3 separate regions of the Mus musculus genome follow, and all the other regions are linked to region 3. Evidence: chromatin contacts called from public HiChIP or PLAC-seq data. All regions are on one chromosome and are shown on one strand. Each heading gives the region's core, a stretch centred on a gene start, on an enhancer-like site or on the middle of the called end of the contact. The rest is flanking DNA. Distances are from core to core; before and after follow the strand shown. Region 1 has its middle 170 kb from the start of Nrg1. Region 2 overlaps Nrg1 (neuregulin 1). Region 3 overlaps 7420700N18Rik (RIKEN cDNA 7420700N18 gene).

What was found. HiChIP or PLAC-seq counts read pairs in DNA pulled down with a chosen protein or histone mark.
Region 1: a CTCF HiChIP or PLAC-seq map of the NIH/3T3 cell line shows a contact between it and region 3, with 8 read pairs. The contact joins two enhancer-like sites. A contact is called at or near these places in 1 of 15 datasets of contacts at CTCF or cohesin (the NIH/3T3 cell line) and 1 of 115 datasets of contacts at active chromatin or transcription factors (embryonic stem cells).
Region 2: a CTCF HiChIP or PLAC-seq map of the NIH/3T3 cell line shows a contact between it and region 3, with 7 read pairs. The contact joins two enhancer-like sites. A contact is called at or near these places in 1 of 15 datasets of contacts at CTCF or cohesin (the NIH/3T3 cell line), 3 of 484 Hi-C or Micro-C datasets (the C2C12 cell line, the MC38 cell line and adipose-derived mesenchymal stem cells) and 2 of 115 datasets of contacts at active chromatin or transcription factors (embryonic fibroblasts and vascular smooth muscle cells).

What each region holds. Positions count from the first base shown.
Region 1 is chr8:31,748,727-31,751,522 of GRCm38.p6, forward strand. No RefSeq gene overlaps it. Among named protein-coding and RNA genes, the nearest start is that of Nrg1, 170 kb to the right of the region's middle. Within about 2 kb of position 1,500, at least 20 of the 459 cell types and tissues checked have an H3K27ac peak or open chromatin away from gene starts, as enhancers often do. A contact at or near this core is called in the NIH/3T3 cell line, where this site is marked.
Region 2 is chr8:31,841,450-31,844,202 of GRCm38.p6, forward strand. The region is part of intron 2 of Nrg1 (neuregulin 1); the gene reads right to left. Among named protein-coding and RNA genes, the nearest start is that of Nrg1, 76 kb to the right of the region's middle. Within about 2 kb of position 1,387, at least 32 of the 459 cell types and tissues checked have an H3K27ac peak or open chromatin away from gene starts, as enhancers often do. A contact at or near this core is called in the C2C12 cell line, the NIH/3T3 cell line, adipose-derived mesenchymal stem cells and 1 more, where this site is marked.
Region 3 is chr8:31,371,649-31,374,656 of GRCm38.p6, forward strand. The region is part of intron 1 of 7420700N18Rik (RIKEN cDNA 7420700N18 gene); the gene reads left to right. Among named protein-coding and RNA genes, the nearest start is that of 7420700N18Rik, 5.4 kb to the left of the region's middle. Within about 2 kb of position 1,698, at least 78 of the 459 cell types and tissues checked have an H3K27ac peak or open chromatin away from gene starts, as enhancers often do. A contact at or near this core is called in the C2C12 cell line, the NIH/3T3 cell line, adipose-derived mesenchymal stem cells and 1 more, where this site is marked.

The DNA.
Region 1 (2,796 bases), core at 250-2,749, 380 kb after region 3:
GGTGGCTCACAACCATCCGTAATGAGACCTGACGCCCTTTTCTGGTGTGTCTGAAGACAGCTACGGTGTACTTACATATAATAATAAATAAATATTTAAAAAATAAATTAATTAAAGAAAAATAAAAGCAAGGGGAACAGATAATAAAAAAGGAAGCAGAATATATATGTATAGCATAGAAATTTTTTTATTTGTTAGAATTTTAGGCAGTAACAATTTTCTACATTAAATCTTTATGCTGAGCATTTTAAATATGGGCATAAAATGTTTGAAAGGTGAAAAAAATGAATCCATTCCCACAGAAGAAGAAGGAGGAGGAGGAGGAAGAGAGGAGGAGGAGGACGGGGAGGAGGAGGAGGGGGAGGAGGGGGTGGGGCTGGAGATAGAGGTCAGTGGTTGCCCCAATGTCAACCTTGTTCAAGATCCTCAGTTCACTTCCCAGAAGTGGAAAAAAAAAATGGAAGCAAAAGTTTGGAAGGTCAGTTTAAAATAGTGACCATTAGGGCTGGTGGAGGAGAGAAATGGGTACAGTCTATCTATCCAAGAGGCAACTTAGAAGACCAACCTTGTACAAGAGTCTGAATGTAACCATCACTGACGTTTCCATTAGAAAATGGGTAAGGTGGAAAATATGACACTGGTATGTCATCAACAAGAAGAAGCACTGAAAAGGAAGCTGGAGGCTCTAAGCCTAAACTATTCAGACTGAGTTAAGTGCCAAGGCAAGCTGTGGCGCCTTAACAGCATTTACCATAATGATTCCTCTATTTATGTTTTAGTTTTCCTCCCTTGAAAACAAGAAAATTACCCAGACAATACAAGTGAAGGAAAACTGATAGCCACAGAAAGCTATATTTAAGAAAAATAAAATTTTCACTAAAATGTGTTTTTATAATTCTAAACGCTATCAGTTGGCTTTCTCCTTACATGTGTCTACACAGCTTCCTTTGACCCATCTCCTTTCTCCCTTCTTGGGAGATAGGCAGTTCTGAGAAGAGCCGGTTCCACACATGCCTCCTTTCCTCATTGCTGAATCACAGGCTTCATTTGAGAGACAAGAAGATCAGTCAGCTTTTGGCTAAAATTTCCTCATGAAGACAATAATCCAGACCCAAGTGGCTGTTCTGGTCCCATGGGTCTGCACACTCCAGCTATTTACTTTAGGGGAGATTTTGCTCTGTGATACTTGGGTACATTGTGATAGGTTACTTTGTTTTGTCTTCTTTGCACATGATGGTCCTGGGTGGGAACAGTGGAGTTCCCCTGTCTCCTCAATCCATCAAATGGCAAGTTTTTCCTGATATCATCAGACTGCACTTTCAACTGACCAAATCGACTAGTGGTTTTGGCACTGTGTACATTGCCTCAGTAAGGGTCTGCTGAACTCTGAGTAGAAATATGTGCCAAATTATATGCAAATTTGTATTTTTCATGGGAGCTAGGAGCTTTGGCACTTAATTTTGAGTTTTCTTTTATAGCTGAGTCTGTAGCACTGGCCAAGATCTGCATTTTAATCCTTTTAATCATTCAACATAAATCATGCTCTCAGCCCCTTAATCATTCGTGTTCTTCTTCTTTGAACTTTCTCCAATTTCCTTACATCCTTCATTGCATAAAAAAGAGTTTTTAACAGGCCTGTTTCACTTCCAAGAATCTGTTTTGCGGTAGAAATACTGGGGGTTTAGAGAAATATGCAGTCTGGTCTTTGGAAATTCATAAACACCTGACTCAGAAAGATGATTTTATGTCCCTTTTCTCCTAGGTAATATAGAGCAGGGTTTCATAACGACTATTCATAATCTGATCTATATTTTTATTGTATATTTATTTAACATCTATTTTGTAAAGTGGTCTTATCCCCCCACACACACACACACATACACAAACACATGCACATACTTCTTGCATGAGAGAAGCAACTGGTAGAAGAAATCCACTGCTCACATTCTAGGGAGCAAAGATTCCATCCCATCCCAGCTTCCTCTCTAATCTGGTCCTAGAGGTCCTGCCAAGTGTCTTAGGGAAACTTAAAGAAGACTTAAAAAGGTTCCCTAGAGGAAAAGGCAAGAGAGAAGTTGGAGTGCTTTGCCACACATCTGCCTTTCTCACAATCCTCCTTTTCTTCAGTCTTCAGCCTTATCCTTACCCTTGAGCACAGCGCATGCTCCAGAGGGCAGCAACTGTATCCTGAGCATCACTGTCCTTTAAAACTTAGATACAAAATACATGCCACATAGTAAGCACCTTGCAAATGTGTGTCGTAAATGAAGTCACCTGGAATTTCTCAATCATCCTGTGATAAGGATGACTGACAATTCATATATAAATTACTGTGTAAAATATACCAGGCAGGTAATTATCAAAGTCTCTCTCAACTTCAGTATATATTTCAAATTATCCTGGGATTCTAAGATCAACCTGTTAGGAGACGTAGGATCATCACAGATCTAGGTCACTTGGTCTAACTCTTTTCTGATGCACAAGCCTGTGTGGTTCAATCTCCTGTGGTTTATTACTCACTCTTTGCTTGAACACTCCTATCATTTCCTCCCAAAGCAGTTCTTATTACATAGTTAAATGGTTGCAATATTCTTTTCTATTAGTTAGCATTTTCCTACAGCCTCCACCATAGGGCTTTGTTGTCAGAACACATTAATCTCTCTACTGGGAAATCCTTCAGATATTGATAGAACTAATATTTCCCTACTAAACTTGGTCTGTATATTAAATGTCCCTGACTTTTTTTTTCTAAAAATATATAACAGGATTTTAAGTTAGGGAATTCTGTATCTATTC
Region 2 (2,753 bases), core at 137-2,636, 470 kb after region 3:
CCTTAAAAATGACACTTATTATAACACTATGCGTTCTTAATTTTACATAGTGCCTTAGGAGATCATTTCATTTTTAAGTCTATGTTAAGATAAATTCTAAGGAATGCCCAGAGTTGCTTTAGCTTAGAGTCCAGTTATGATTAATGTAGCCTTGTCCTTCCATGTGAGGTCCAGAGCTTTACTGTGGTTATAAGGTGCATGAATGTTAGCAGTTAGTAATCCCTAACAATTTTCTATAATCTTTCCAACCAGGAGAAATAGCAATTATAAATCACTCATTAAATTAATAAACATAGTTGAATCCTTATGAAAAGCAGTTGAATAGTGATAATACTCCACAAATGATCCAGCACATTTACTAAGGATTCATTCATAGATGCATGTGTTTTGAGAATCAGTTTATGAACACTCTAGACATACTCAAAGATATTTACAAATTCCCAAGAAAGATCTGGTTCTATAGGGTTCTGGCCAATTTTATAAACTATTTATCAGTTACAGTCAACTTGTAAGCCATCTTTAGACATCTTCCTTCCTTTGTTTCCTGGTTTCATCTTTGTCCCTGGAGAACAGTGGAGGGAAGAAACCTGATGGCCAGTATTCTACTCATTAGTCATCACTCCGCAATGAAACATTTGGCCAGTTTTTAAAATACCCTGTCAGGAAGAATAACATGTCTTCTTCTTTAGTACTAACTGTGGCATCTCCTTTTACACTGTAAAACATGTGAACTTATCTATCTACTTGGTGTTGATATTTACAAACATAAAGTTATGAAAATGTCAACAAACCCATTCTGGGAAATAGTGACTTGTTCTGCTTGCTGTCAAAGCCTCCTGCTGTTTCTCTGGATTGCCCATGGATGCCGCACTCAGACTTCTGGGTTGCTTTGCTGTAGTATCACATTGCAAACACAGACATTGTTCACCCTGTAGCTGGCTTGGTATTCCAGCCAGAGCTCGCCTACTCACTGGCTGAGTATCTGCATTGTAGATTATTTTTCTTTTCCCAAATGTATTGTTACTATTAGTCTGCATTTTTCGAAGATGAATCTTATTCTGTTATCAGCCTTTAAGTGAAAATACTTGAGGCTTATATGTGTTTTTCTAATTTGTGTTTTAGTGTCCTTTACAGTGTCATCTGCAAAAGCCATTTGTTTCCTCAAGAGGATGCCCTTCTTAACATCATTAAAGAAAAATACTAAATAGAAAACATTCCAATAATGTTTCTTTCAGATTTAGCCTATACCTCCCATTACTGCTCAGCTGGCATATGCCTCCCCCTTCTTTTATTATGACCCTGGGACTAACTTCTAGTCCATGAGATAACAGAATACATATAGCGGCCTCATAGGTCTCATGAGTCAATACTGAGGTAAAGTACAAATCACACACTGGCTCTCACACGTGCTTCCTCACTAACAGTGAGTGTGGCATGTTTAGGAACACATCTCTCCTTGCCAGAGCCTTAGGCCTTACCAAACACTAAGCTTGTACTGTTTCCAGTGAAATGCTTACTCCGAGACTATAACACTCACCAGCGTTTATACAACTCGAGGCATCCTTAAGTCAAGGCAAAGGACCTCGCCATGTTACAGTGACACATGACATACTGGCTGCTCATCTGTGGTCTGTCAGTCTTCCCTTCGAAGGCTCTGAGGCACTATCTCATTCTTTCTGTGCTAACAGACCTGTTTGATGATGAGACATCTAAATGGGTTTCTTCTAAATTATTAAGTCGAAATATTTTGAAACTGCATTTTTATTTAACATAGACAGTCTGAAGGTGGTAGCTTCATACTTTCTGTCCCTCTACAAAACCTTCGTCTTTTATTCCTTAAGGACCTAGACATAATCTTAGGTCCTAATGTCTTCATAGTACTTGGTGCATCAATAATTGATTATTAAATCGATGGCTTGAAACATGGGTATTATGTTCACTGGCCCTTGTCTCCTGAAGGAAGAGGTCAGTGTGGTTTTGTTCATCCCTGGATGCTCAGCATGAACTCAGGCCTGCCTCGTGGGAACCTAATCAACACACATTGTTGCTAGCTGATGCAAGAGACGTGTATGTAGAGAGAGTTTAGCCAATGTTCTAATTCTAGACAGAACTGCACTTACATTGGTCCCTACAGGACTTTTTTTCAGACTATACTAGGAAGTCAAAATCTAAATACATTCACAAATACTAAGAGTGCTAGGATTCTCTGCACAGAAGAAAAAACTGAAGACGTGGGCGTCTGAAGAACTCAGTGTCTATATTCTTAAGAGTCCCATCAATTTCTCTCACAACTTCTGTTTCTGATAAATATGATGGCACCCAAGAACAGAGAAGTTCCCTATAAGAGAACACTCTCCTGCAAGTGGAATCAGCATGGCATTTACAATGTTCTAAAACTCCAATGGATTCTCATCATGCCTGTTTATGTCAAGTCATCTACTGATAAATAGTGTAGATATCACCACTGCTACCATCCTGACAGTATTTTGTGAAACTTTAGCCTTAAGCTAGTATGGCTGACTCTTTCTTTGTATCTTACTTAGCCCCTGGGTTTCCCTATCATGTGTAGCTAAGCATATTCTTGTGTTCATGGTTTTATCTTCCTGGTTCTCAAAGTTACTCTGGCTCCTTCTTAGCTTTCACACTACCCAAAGATTCCTGCTCAGCTTATAGAACATGTACCTAGATGCACTACTGAACAGAGGTTTTTGTTTTCTTTTGTTTCTATTTTTGTGTTGTTGTTGTTGTTGTTG
Region 3 (3,008 bases), core at 448-2,947:
CAAAGGAAGAAATATAATTAACACCTTACAGTTTGATAAACAGATTATTTGAAAATAATAAAAGCTCATCCTCTCCGATGGCCAGAGTTGGGGCACAGCAGTAGCTGCACTAAACCTGTTCTGAGTGGGAGGAGCCTGGGAGGCAGGTTTGATGCTCCCTGACCTTCCACAGGACAGGAAAGAGGGGAAAGCATGCTGAAGGTGAATTGCTCCTGGCCAGCCTGCCTGGCCAGTGCCTAACCAGAGAGCCTGCTCCAACTTGTTTAATGGCTGTCACCGATTCGCAGACATTTGAGCAGAACGTGCCCGTGATAGAGTCAGAGCCATTGGAAGGCTGAGCTACTTAGAGATCAAAGCAAAATGCTCCTAGGCTTCTGTGAGCTGCACCATTCATTTGCAGTCCCACTGAGTGGGACAAAAATGTCTTTTGATTGCACACTAATGTGGGATCATCAGAAAGAACACTGGTGACATTCAGACACAAAAGAAAACCAGGAGGCAGAAGGACCTCAAAGTGACCTTGGTGACAAAAAGCACGTCCGCAGAAACACACATATCTCAGGCAGTGTGGCCAACAGTGAGAAAGCTATGCCAGCTGACATTTCATTTCTGAGTAGCAGCTCCTTAAGCATTTGGAGCTGGGACGCTCATCCCACTCTCATGGAAACCCCCAAGAACTCTCACAAATGCCTGCTTTTACTTTGCTTCCCTTAAAACAACCAAAATTCCCTCCTCACAATTGTTGGGACATCCCAACAGCACAGTCCTTTCTTTCCCAGCTTGCAATGCAAACAAATATTGTTTTGTCCATTTCTTGTGGGTACTCACTCCAGCCTCATACCAATGTTAACATTTTTTCCCCCTTATCAAATGGTATTTCCTAGAACTACCTGAAGGTGGCAGTATTGTGCATCAGCCAGTGATTAGTAAGGAGATCAGGAACCAATTAAGGAAATGATTTAAGGAGTAGGCTGTAACTGACTCAAAATGAACAGATTATATACTGTGGAGACTTTTTTGAGCCTGAATACAACCACCCTACCCCCCACCCGCAGACATACACTCCAATGTGCATATATAGTGCAAAAGGTAAGAGGAAACCGAAATGACATGTCAACAGAGGGTAATGCTATTATTATCATCTCAAATATGCTCAGTCTATATAATTAACACAGTGATATCTTGGGGGGGGGGTGTATGGGTCATTAAGACAGCTGGCTGAAGAAATTCCAATGATGCCAATTCACCAGGAATTTCCCAGGAGGAAGGCCATTATTCTTTCTCCAACTAAAGCCTCCAAGATGCTGCAGTCCATGTATTTTGGAAGCAGACCCCTATTTCCCTTGGAGGGACATGAAGCAAGACTGTGTAGATATTTTACATTTGTCCATTCTACAAAAGTCTCCAGCTCTCTGAGGTGGAACAGAGCAACAGCATTCCAGTAAAACTAACTGACCATTGAAGTGGTGGTGATGGTGGGGGTGAGGGGATCATTGCCCATAATAGTGCCTGGAAAGGATATATGCAACTCTAGCATTGTCAGACCGAACCCATTCCTGTAACCAAGATGTTTATTAGGGCATACTTGGCAACTGCATCACAGCACCACCTAGGAAGCTGATGAATAATTGATTCAGACTGAGTGGACATTTCAAGGGACATTGACCACATAGCTGTGAAGTTGAAGCTGAAGGTCAGTTACAAGACACAGGTCAGAGGCAGGAGGAAAGTCCCTGTGTGTCAGAGGCAGGGCATAAGCTAGGTCTTCTCAGATCTTAGATTGGAGCAGATCCAGGCTTTCAGCTGAGTCATTCTCTTAGGGTGTTTGATTACTGGGGCTTTCCACATTTTTAGAATTCCGAAGGAGAAGTGGCACAGATACTGTTTGGATCTGCCATTGAAATGAGACAGCACAAACGGTCACTTTGTTTTGTTTTGTTGCAACAGTGAGTTGCCTGGTACTGTTTCACATCCGTATAGGACGTTGTTAGGCTCACTCAGAGATTCTTCCCAGAGACCAGTGGGTTATGGTGTGGGAAAAGACTCCTGGAGAGAAATGACATTTTAGAAAACTCCACGTCAAGAAATTGTGTGTTTCTGACTGAGTAGTTTCTAGAATGTAGACATAGTTACAACTACTTTGGATATTTTATGCCATTTAATCTTCATAACACCATATGAGGTAGAAATAAATTTATCTATCTATCTATCTATCTATCTATCTATCTATCTATCTATCTATCTATCTATCTATCTATCTCAATTGTATAGAAGTTGACCTTTCCCAAAGCTATAACTGCCAAGCAACAGGGCTGGTATCCAAACTCTGAGTTTCCTTAGGAGAAGGAGGGTTAAATATATTTATGAAACCATTGAACTTGAACCATTTTGTTGAATTTAGAAAGTAATGGGCCATCGTGAATTTCTTTCTTTTTTTTTTTTTTTTAAAGATTTATTTTATGTGTGTCTATTTGCCTGCATGTCTGTGCACTGTGTGCTCACAGAGGCCAGGAAAAGGCATTGGATCCATTTCCTGAGACTGAGTTACAGATGGTCATGAGCTGCCCTGTTGGTGCTGGGAACTGAACCCAAGTCCTGTGCAAGAGCAGCCAGTGGAGTGAGCCATCCCTTCTGTCTCTCTCTCTCTCTTTTTTTTTCTTTTGCAACCAGTGTATATTAGTACAAAATAATAGGTTTTAGTATGATATTTCAACACACACATATATGTCCTATTTACCCTCTGTTATATTTTACATACATTATAAAGTTGGCAGAGTATGACTAGTAAGCTTCAGTGTCTCATGGTATTAATTATTAGTGCATAACCTCAGATAAAAATCCATTACTCGATGCCCACCAATTTGGAGATGCTTCCCACGGACCAGTAAGTGTACTGTGGGGCCAGCACTGATCCACATTTTAAGAAGAGTTTATTTTGTACTTTAGAGGACAAGACTGGGTGCCCTAACTCTGGAGATGACCTCTTGTCCTAAACACTACCTCCTACA